Regions from separate parts of the Gossypium hirsutum genome. Here regions 1 and 2 are each linked to region 3. A link is a contact called in public Hi-C data. All regions are on one chromosome and are shown on one strand. Each heading gives the region's core, a stretch centred on a gene start, on an enhancer-like site or on the middle of the called end of the contact. The rest is flanking DNA. Distances are from core to core; before and after follow the strand shown. Region 1 holds the start of LOC107896649 (60S ribosomal protein L19-2). Region 2 has its middle 18 kb from the start of LOC121222830. Region 3 has its middle 21 kb from the start of LOC121222220.

Region 1 (3,693 bases), core at 409-2,908, 160 kb before region 3:
ATAAATTTCCAGGTTTAACTTATGTGATTGAACCACCAGACGGATTGGTTCACACTTAAACTAGTTGAACCGGCCAGACCAGTATTTAAAAAAGCCTAGTCAATCTTCTAGATATGGTACGAAAATCATGCAGTGTTTTTGGTGATGCATTAAGTGACATCAACATCGGCAGCAGTAAGAGACATCAATATATAGCTTGGCCTGTCAAAGCTGCCAAGTTCAAATATGGATGGTTTTTGCCAATTCTTTCATCAAGAAAAAAGTTTGGTGCAAGATCATTTCCATGCCGGAAAACAGGAAAGCAACAACACAATGAACACGACATCAAACTTCAAACATTCAGGACATAAGGTTATTTTTCCCATCACAAAATCAATGTATGAATCAAGAAGAATGTTTAAGTTACCTGTGCAAGGCGTTCCTCTCTTCTGGCCAACTTTCTCTCCCTGCTGGCCTTGTTCTTAGCACGCTTGGCCTCAAACTGATCAGCAATGGTCTTCTCTCTCGCCTTCTCAGCCTTAGATTTGTGGATACTCTCCATCAAGACACGCTTGTTCTTAAACACATTACCCTTGACCTTCATATACATGTCATGGTAAATGTGCTTGTCAATCTTCTTGGACTCCCTGTACTTACGAAGCAATCGCCTCAGTACCCGCATTCTCCTCATCCAAAGAATCTTTGTTGGCAACCTTGCCTCCCTGGTACCCTTCCTCTTACCTGAAAGCTTTTAGAATTATGCCTTGCTTACAGTAAAATTCAAGGAACAAGGAAAACCAATCACCAATCCAAAACGCTAAATACAGGCTACTAAATAGCATATTAATCATACCATATCCAGAGTGTCTTCCCTTTCTCTTGGCCTCCTTCATCCTACGTGCGCGAGAGCGGGAGTGAATCTTAGTAGGCTTCCTGATGATGAACCCATCCTTCACAAGTTTCCTAACGTTCTGCCCTGCAAACAGTGACCAAATCATATAAACAAAGTAATAGAAACCCAGGAAGAAAAAACAGCTAACAGCTTGATTTACATGGAATAGACAATCATGAAGCTGCTTGCCAGCAAGACAGAGAACACGGTAAAACGCCAAAATTGCAACCAATTCAATTTAAGACTAATTGGAACAGAAATGGACTAAACTCCGAAATTCGACGTAAATAAATAGCCGAAGAAAGTAATACCAAGCTCGTAACTAAGAATAAGTAGAATTAGATCTAAAATCAATCATTTCTTTCTATAAGCTTTCCGAGGAATCTAGCAAACCCTAACCAATCTATGAAGAACAATAACTGCAAGGATCTACAAACTACTACACCATTGTGACTAAGAGATTAGGATTCTATTAGTGGAAAATGAATTAAATAGGGCGAAAGTAAACATACTGGAGTTGGCCATGGAGATTTCGTTGATTTCATTAGGATCGAGCCAGACCTTGCCGCGACCGCACTTGAGGACGCTAGCGGCAAGCCGCTTCTGCAGCTTCAAAGACACCATTGCTGTTTTCCGGCTTCTGTGAAATGGAAAAATCGAGGAGTTTTGAGGGGAAAGGTGGAGGCGGCTTTTTATAAGGAAGGTGAAAAAGTTTGTTAGGGTTTTGGGGATTTGAAATAATCAAATGGGTTGGCCCAGTTTATTTCCGATGGATAAGGAAGGATACGGGCTTTCTTCCTAAAATAAAATAAATAAATTACAGAAAATAACACGTGTCCAATACTTGACCGAAATATTTTCATTTATTTAAATAAATTATAATTAAGATATTGAAGCCCCAGCAGGACATAAGTATAATCTGCCAATTAACTGACCCTCTATTGCTAACAATTACAAATGCCATGACTAAATTTTACACTTCATCAACATCAATGTGTAATCCTAAATCTTTTCTCAAACTCATTTTATACGCATTTAAATTCACATCTTCCCGATTATTGCATCAATAACAATGTCAACTAAACTAAGACTATTCATATGAAACTTTATTTCACCCCATGTTGAATTTGCTTATTATCAATGTAACAGTCTAATTTCCAGTGGTGTCAAAAACAGTGATTCGAGATCACTAAATCCGACCAATGAGTCTTAAAATTTAATAAACTAATAATTATGGGTCAAGTGTGAATTTAGAAGAATTTTTGAATTAGTGAATTTTGTGATTTATTGAATTTTGTGATTTAAAAAGAATTTAATAGGCAAATTGGGTCTAAAATGAGGTATCGAGACCTCGAGTTCATAAACCAAGCCATAAATATTTTTATAAATATTTATGGAGTGTCATTGAGTTAGTATAAAATTTTCTAACGAAAATTTTAACGTTTGGATAGTCAATTAATTAAAAAGAACTAAATTGAAAATAGTGCAAAATTTGTTAAATTGTGATTAAATAGCTTAAGTGACTAATAAGGAGGGATTTAAAAGGCAATTAGGCCCAAATTATATGGGCTGGACGGTTGGGCAAGAAAAATCAGCAAGAAAGTAAGGAGAAACAAGGGCAAAATTAGAAATTTTACAAATTAAATATATAAAACAAAGATAAAAGTGAAAAATCTAGAGATTTCTTCATAATTTATCAGAAAAACGCCATAGGAGGTCTGAAACAAGTTGTTTTCTCATATTTTTATGCCATGTGAGTTCAATTCTTGCTTTTTCTTTGAAATTTTTATGTTTTGTGACTTTTACAACTAGGTTCAACTATTGAATTCATTAGTTTTTGATTCCATGGGTGATTTTGTAAGTTACTATGAATAAGTTCTGGAATTTTATGATGAATTAATATATATTTGAAGTTTTAATTTCATTATATTATGATTTTATTAAGTGATTTTAGCATAAAATGATTTTTAAGACCTAATTGTGAAAGAGTTAGGAATTGGGGTTTTGTACTGAAATTATGAATATCAAAGGCTTTATAGTAGTCTAAAATGGTTGGATAAGGTGTTAATTGAGAAAAATTAGATCAATTGAAGGGTTAATTGAGTAGGGACCAAATTGTAAAAATTGTAAATTTTAGGGGTAAAAGTGTAATTTCAAAAATTGAAAGGCATAAATTGTGAAGTAAATTAGTATTGAATTATATGCTAATGAATGGAAAAATTTATATTATAGATCGAGAATCCAAAGATAAACGCAGAAAAGAGGAAGTATCGAACTAGTTTCTGAACTTTTACAACTTCTACGAATTGGCTCAGGTAAGTTCATACGGTTGAACTTTTATGATTAACTGTTAATGTGAGAATGATATAATGTATCAATTTGTATATTGTTGTTGAATTATGATTATGGTAAAAATGAGAATAAAATGAGATTGTTAGTTCAAATTAAAGGATATGCAGGATTGAGTGCATACGTTCGGTAACCAGTGATGAATTGACGAATAAGTCCATGGTGGATCCATGGCAAAGTGTGTAATGTAGGTATGGCTTTCTAGTGAAGAAAACCATACTGAGTTGTGAAAAGTAGGTATGGTATTTCAATGAAGAAAACCATACTGAGTTGTGAAAAGTAGGTATGGTATTTCCGTGAAGAAAACCATACTGAGTTATAGCCTTGTGAAATATTCAAGCAAATTGTGGCACCGGGCAAACGATGTACTCAATTCCGTAAGACGATCCTTAATTTGACAAGTATTTGTAAGTGCAATTGAAGCTAAATGTCGGAATAGAAGTTGACATCTGATATTGAGCTCGATTAGATAG
Region 2 (3,535 bases), core at 945-3,444, 140 kb after region 3:
TTATTGCGAAAGAATATTTTGTGGCCCATGGGGAACAATAATAAGATTAGATGTTGGCGTACTCACTAGATCTCAGGTATGGGTCCTTCCATCAGTCAAATTCCATCCCATGCTAATCTTGAGCTATATTGCATCCTTAGAGATTTGGTAATAGAATAAGGTTACTGAAACCTTGAATTTTTTCAATTATGGTTACAGGAGGAAGTTATCAGACTCATTGTTAGCATCCTCCCTCTACACCCTTTTACAGGGCCTGATAAAATCACGTGGGTTGGTACTTCAACAGGTCAATTTTCTCTCAAGAATGCTTATTGGAAACTAAGGGAGAGGTCGAGGAATTTGAAGGATGTCACATGGAAAATCCCATGGAAATTATAGGGACCCTAAAAAGTTAGACTCTTCATTTGGCTTGTCCTCTAACAACGTTTAATGACTAATGTGGAACGAGTGAAGTGTGGTATCGAGAATGTAGGATCATAGGCATTGTGTGGTTATAATTCAGAGGATGTTTTACATGCCATTAGAAACTGTGTTGTGACAAAAGATGTCTGGTCGCAAGTCATTCACGTTGACAAAGTCAAATTGTTCTACTTTAGTAGCCGACATGAATGGTTTGTGTGTAATTTGCAAAACCAACATAGATTGTCATTAGGAGATGTAGATAGGCCTTGCTTGTTTGGAATGATCGCATGGCGTATTTGGAAGAACATGAATCTTTTCACATTTCAGGGGACGTCATGGAGTGCTTGTGAGACAGTTAAAATTTCTTATAGTTAGGCAAAGCAATATGCTTTTTTACTTAAAGATAACCTACACAAGAGACAAGAAGCTAGGTCGGCAGTCTCACTGTCAAATGGATGGATCCGGTTAAATACTAGTGGTGCTGTTAAGGTAAATTCCGTACTTGTTGCTACCGGGGGAGTTTTGTGCGATTAGAACGGAGAGTGGATTCTAGGTTATAATAGATGTATGGGGGAATGTTAAATCTTTGAAGCTAAGCTATGAGGCATCTTAGATGGGTTGACTCTTCTTTAGATTCAAGATCATGAAAGAGTGTCAATTCAGTCTGATAATGTGGAGGTTGTGAAGGCTATCTAGGACTTCTCATTGAGGACATCAAATTCTACTCTGATCAAACGAGTTCATCAACTTTTGTCAAAGGATAGATAGTGGATTTTACAACACGTCCCTAGAGAGGATAACAATTATGCTGATTGCATAGCCAAAATGGCTCTTTGGGATGGAACAGAGTCTACAACTGTATGAGATTCCTCCAAGGAAGATTTCCCTTAGTTTAGTTTAATCTTCTTCTTTGTTTATTTCTCACCAAAAATAATTGCAATTCAATCTCTATAATTTTTAACATAATTTGGTATTTATATTTTTTAATTTTATTAATTAATCTAAGAAATTAATATTGTTATCTAATTTAATTTATTTTTGAAATGAAACTTTTATAAAATACTATTCTAACAAAAAAAATATTTTAGCATAATTAGTTAAAATAAGTGTTATATAAAAAAAAGCCACCTAGCTAACAAAATCAAAATAGTGCTAATTGCTTGCAGTAACTTATAACATCTTAGGTGTTTTTTTTGTCAATATAATATAATGGTAAAATTAAGAATATATTTTAATTTGGCTTAAGACAATTTATATCTATACAATCATTTGTTATTTAATTTAATAAAAATTTTAATATATTTTTTAAATAAATTATTTTTAATTTAATTTGATTGATATAAGTTATTACCCATCGGAGATGAACCGAAGATAACATAATTAGAGGCTTCAAAATAGCCAATCACTTAACTTCTTCGGATACATTTAAATTTAAAGAGTAACACAAGAATTACATGTTTTTAAGGGTATATAGAAAAGCTTTAAACTTAAGAGACATCATTATTGAAAAGGACAACATAAATTATAAAATAAACATCAACAATAAAAAAAACCTTTACAAATACATTTTTATATTCTAATTAATTATCAAGATCCAAGTAATTATTTAAATAAAAATTGTTAGAATACCATTAAATATACCTTATAGATTTATTGTACCCAAATACGCCAACCCATGAGGAAAAGCCAAAACCCAAGGATTCTACAATCCGAGAGGTCCAACAGATTGATTGACAAAACACAATTGGTAGCAAGCCAGCATCCAACCCATTGCTTTCAGCCCGATGAGAGTCCAGGACACACAGACTACCTAGTTTGCACAACAGCTTGTTAAGATTGTAAGTAAGGTGATACAAATTGAAGGGTCAAATTATTTGAATTCTAAGAGTAGATAAAAACCATGTTTGTTAGTGGAACGAGTCTTTTAACTCTATGGATATCGATATTGTTATTACTATAGAATGATATAGGTCTGAATACACTAAAAAATATTTATATTTAAAGATTGAGGAGGAATTATGAATAATTTTAAATATTGTATAAAAATATTGTATTGAAATTTTATCATTTTAAAATTAAATTCAGTCAATTAGAGAAACATGTCTCAATACTTTGTTCATATATATAAAGCTACTTTGGGGGATATTGAGATCAAAGGAATTAGAAAGACATGCACCACTTTTTCTATGATATCTTTTTGTGAAAACGCATTTTATGTCACGGTGGATTTGGGTTCAAGTCGGTGACTCGGTTCGTATCTTATCCAACCTCATCTAATTAAAACAATAGTTATATTAATTAAATATATTCATGATTAATATTATTATATTAATATCAAAGTTGTTCTAATTAAAAAAAATAGCAATATGGACCAAATTATTACAATTTATAAATAATGGATTGATAATTAAAATATATTTAAACTTAAATTAAAATAAATTTAGATAAGGTTCAAATATGATGAGACTTAAATAAAAAAAATCTAGAACATCAAGAGCTAATTTAGAGTTATAAATTTTTGGGCAAAGTGTATTTTTGCCGTTATATTCATTTATAATTTATTATTGTCTATAAGAAAACCAATCAATGTATAATACTTGGGAGTCAAGATCCAAAGTTCATATTCCACTAATACGTCCATCGTTTTAATTTCATGTTAGATTCATCCAATTATACATTACTTATTTAATTCAATTATTCCTTATATATTGTAGTATTTCAGTTTAATACAACTATTTTAATGTTGCATCCCCAAAGTCGATCTTCCGAGATTTTACTCACACTTGGTTAATTAAGTAACTTTGATTGAATTTGAAGCAACTTTAACTGTAATAAGTCCAACTTGCTTGTGTATTTAATTATGTTGTAATCAGAGTGTATGAACAACTCATAATATATATATATATATAAAACTCAAATTAAACTCAAATTTTTACAAGCAAAACATTATCTTCTATAAGCGACAAGGTCTTACATACATACAAAGCACACACAAATAGACATACGCATGTATGTCCGTAACTACTCTCGGCTGAGAAGGCCTAACAGTAGCTTTAGTGCTGTTACTGTTATACTGAAAAAACAGCAGATAAAGAAGCAGCTAAGGTAACCAAGTTAATTATAGATATAACCC
Region 3 (3,637 bases), core at 432-2,931:
GATCAGCCCCGCCAAGAGCAATGAAGATCCTTTGCTGGAATTGTCGTGGGATCAGAAACTCTGCGACAATTCGGGAATTAAAGCAACTTTTTGTTGCAAACGACCCTGAGATAATTTTCTTATGTGAAACAAAAATTCATGCTAATAAATTTTCATCTATTCGCAGTAAGTGCAGGATGGAAGGGTGTTAGTCTGTTAACACTATTGGGAAAAGTGGTGGCCTCGTTATGATGTTGAAAGAGAGTACTAAGGTTGAAATAAAAAATTGTTCTAGCAAAGATATTGATTCTCTGATTCACTTGGAGAATAACAACCCCATTCGTTTTACGGGTTTCTACTGGGTTAAAGATAATATGAGTCAGTTAAAAGGTGGTTAGGAGATCTAAGTTGCTAGCTAGCTGTTAAGGGAAGCAGTTACTCTAATGACTATATATAAACTGTGTGGACATTGTATTAGACAGATTTTCAACACTAGATTTAAAATCGTAAACACAAGCTAGTCTCAGTTCATTTCAAGATTCAAGGAGTTTACCTATAATTCTTCATTTTACCTATATTTCTTCATGGTATCAGTCGCTCGGTGATCCCCTTTCATGGCTACTACAAATTCTGCTGCCTCAGACTCTGCTGAACCGCATGGCTCTGTCTTTGCTGCTGATCGTGTGGTTCATTCTTTTCCTCGGCATGAGGTTGTAAAACTCGATGAAGGAACATTCCTTCAATGGAAGCAACATGTTCAGTTTATTGTCAATGGTTATGACTTATTTGGTTTTCTTGACAGTTCTATCTCTGCTCCGTCGAGGTTTATACAAGCGCTGGATGGTGCACTTGTTCTTAATCCGGCGGTGTCAGCATTTCAACAGCAGGATAATCTACTCACGTCGTGGCTTCTCTCCACCATAAATTTGTCAATTTTATCTTCATTTTTGGATGTCAAATCGGCCTCTGATGTGTGAATGACAACGTTGGCAATGTTTACGGCCAATACGGATCTGAAACAATCGCGTTTGCGTCATGAACTGCATTTTCTCAAGAAAGGGAGTTTGTTGATCCGTGATTACGTTGCAAAGTTGAAAGGGATCTGTGCTTTCTTGGACGCGTCTGGATCCCCCATCCTGGCGACGGAGCAAACGACGGTGTTGCTTGCGGATCTCTCCGCTGAATTTGAAACTGTGGTGTCCTCTGTCTCGCTATCTCTGACTCCTCTGCCGTTTCAATGTCTGGTGGACGCTCTAGTCGAGTGCGAGAGTCGGCAAGTACAAGCGATTCAGGAGGTAGTTTATGCCGGGAATCTGGTGGAAGATTCTTCGACGACGGCCATGGATGGTTCTACGTGTGGTGGTCGTTTTATCTCTAGCGGTCGCGGTAGGAGTTTTCAGACTCGCCTCTAGTGCCAGATCTGTTCTAGGTTTGGTCACGTCACCCAACGCTGCTACTACCGGTACCATTGCGATGACGCTTCTCCAGCAAGGTTTCCGATGTCGAATCCAGATGATTCTGGCCCTCATGGTTGGCTTCCACAATAAAACACTCGTCCTAGGGTTTCTACTCATGGTCAGATTCCGCATGGGGCTAGTAAAAAATTGAAGTCAAAATTGCGATGCTGATGGTTTAACTTTAGATTATGGTCAGCAGTGGGCTTGGAATGGGCGGTCGAATGATGGTTGAAATGGGCGGCCGAATGATGGGCTGTCAAATTGGTGTGGGCCACATGCTTTTTCTGGTCCTTTGGTGCCGCATGAGACTAGGCCTCAAGCTTATGGGCCATCTTCTTTTGGTCACAATCATGGGCCGAATGTTTCTAGGGTTAATAATGGTTTCAATGGTGGTTTTGGGCCTACACATGGTGGTTTAAATGATGGTTTTGGGCCTCCACATGGTAATAGGCAATCTGCTCCCTCAATGACAATGACCCTGTTTCTAACAATGTGCAGGTTGATTCCTTTACTGCTTTTAGGCCACAGGGTCAACCGTTGGGTGGTGTAGCGGTTCCGTGGCATACTAAACTGCGAGCTCGTACATTGGATCCGTGTATTGGGCTTCCTAGACTGGGAGATATTCATGCTTCTGATTATTCTGATCCTTCTATTTCCAGCTCACATATAAACTCTGTACAACGTGGGCTTAGTGGTGATGGCACAGACTCACCTTTCCTGGGCCAGTTGGCACTACATCTTGGTACCCTGATTCTGGTGCCAGTAATCATGTGTTTCGGGATTCTTCTGCTTTGCGTGATGCGGTTCCATATTCAGGTACGTCCTCTCTTTTAGTGGGTGATGGCACGTCTGTTATGATTTTGTCAATTGGTCAGGGTGTGTTATCTGCGCGTTCTAGGTTACTTCTGTTATCTAATGTTTTGTGTGTTCTAGCTATTCGAAAAAATTTATTGTCAGTATCACAATTTGCAAGTGATAATGGTGTATTTTTTGAGTTTCACCCCACTTATTGTATTATTAAGGATTGCATAACGCAAGAGATATTGCTGATGGGGCATATTCATAATGGGCTATATCATTTCTCTCTATCAGATGCATCTGTTCCTTTTACCTTTCATCCGTCTACTGCTCAAGTTAGGCTTCAAGATCAGACTAATAATAGTGAGATTTTTTTGTTGTGGCTTAAGCGTCTTGGGCATCCGTCATCTTCTATTGTCCAGACTGTTCTAAATAAATGTCATATCAATTTGAATAAAGTTTCTAGTGATGGTGTTTGTACTGCTTTTAAAAAGGGAAGTTTCATAAGTTGTCGTTTTCTGTTTCAACTACTGAGTATACTGATCCTTTTTCTTTGGTTGTTTCGGATCTCTAGAGACCTACGTCTGTTGCTTCTGGTAGCAATTGGTATCATGTGTCGTTTATCGATATGTGTACTCAGTTTACTTGGGTGTACTTGATTCAACAGAAATCTCAGGCTGTGAGTTGTTTTGGTCAATTTCAGAAAATTGTTCAGACTCAATTTGGTAAACCTATAAAACAATTTCAGAGTGACTGGGGTGGCGAGTATCGAACGTTTGCTTCGGTTCTAGCTTCTCAATGTATTATTCATCGCCTCACGTGTCCACATACTTCTGAACAAAATGGCGTAATTGAACGTAAACATCGACACATTGTGGATATGGGGATTACACTTCTGGCTCAAGCGGGATCTCAATAGAATTCTGGGCATTTGCGTTTACCTGTGCAGCTCATTTAATCAATCGTCTTCCTACGCCAGTGCTAGATAGCCAAACTCCGTATAAAGTTCTTTACGGGCGTGACCCTAGTTATGATCATTTGCGTGTTTTTTGGTGTTGTTATCCGTATCTGCGTCTGTTTCAGTGTCACAAGTTAGATTTTTGATCCCAGCCTTGTACTTTCTTGGGATACAGTTCTCATCACAAGGGATATTAGTGCCTTTTTCCTGATGTTAAAATTATAGTCTCTCGTCATGTGAAGTTTGATGAATCGCAGTTTCTTTCTCCGACGTCCCTACTAAAGTCTAATCGGGAGCTGGTTCCTATACCCACATGTGTTCTTGTCATTAAGACTGTTTCTTCTGGTCCTTAGGACTTGTTATCTGGCCCTACATGCCCAAGTTTTTTGAGTGGGTCTTCGATTCCTCAAAATAGAGTTGGTATTGATTCACCACATCTTAGTCC

Evidence for each region. A called contact is a pair of places that touch in the nucleus more often than the background predicts.
Region 1: a contact with region 3 is called in a Hi-C map of leaf, with 3 times the contacts expected there. The contact joins the promoter of LOC107896649 here to the enhancer-like site in region 3. A contact is called at or near these places in 6 of 34 Hi-C or Micro-C datasets (callus, hypocotyl and leaf).
Region 2: a Hi-C map of leaf shows a contact between it and region 3, with 2.0 times the contacts expected there. The contact joins two enhancer-like sites. A contact is called at or near these places in 5 of 34 Hi-C or Micro-C datasets (anther, hypocotyl, leaf and 2 more).

Annotation. Positions count from the first base shown.
Region 1 is chrD10:51,183,333-51,187,025 of Gossypium_hirsutum_v2.1, reverse strand. LOC107896649 (60S ribosomal protein L19-2) reads right to left here and starts at 1,658. Exons shown (of 5, transcript XM_016821869.2): 1 at 1,384-1,658; 2 at 833-955; 3 at 407-720. The coding sequence starts at 1,495.
Region 2 is chrD10:50,888,695-50,892,229 of Gossypium_hirsutum_v2.1, reverse strand. No RefSeq gene overlaps it. Among protein-coding and RNA genes, the nearest start is that of LOC121222830, 18 kb to the left of the region's middle. Within about 2 kb of position 2,194, at least 2 of the 9 cell types and tissues checked have an H3K27ac peak or open chromatin away from gene starts, as enhancers often do. A contact at or near this core is called in hypocotyl and leaf, where this site is marked.
Region 3 is chrD10:51,027,950-51,031,586 of Gossypium_hirsutum_v2.1, reverse strand. No RefSeq gene overlaps it. Among protein-coding and RNA genes, the nearest start is that of LOC121222220, 21 kb to the right of the region's middle. Within about 2 kb of position 1,681, at least 7 of the 9 cell types and tissues checked have an H3K27ac peak or open chromatin away from gene starts, as enhancers often do. A contact at or near this core is called in hypocotyl and leaf, where this site is marked.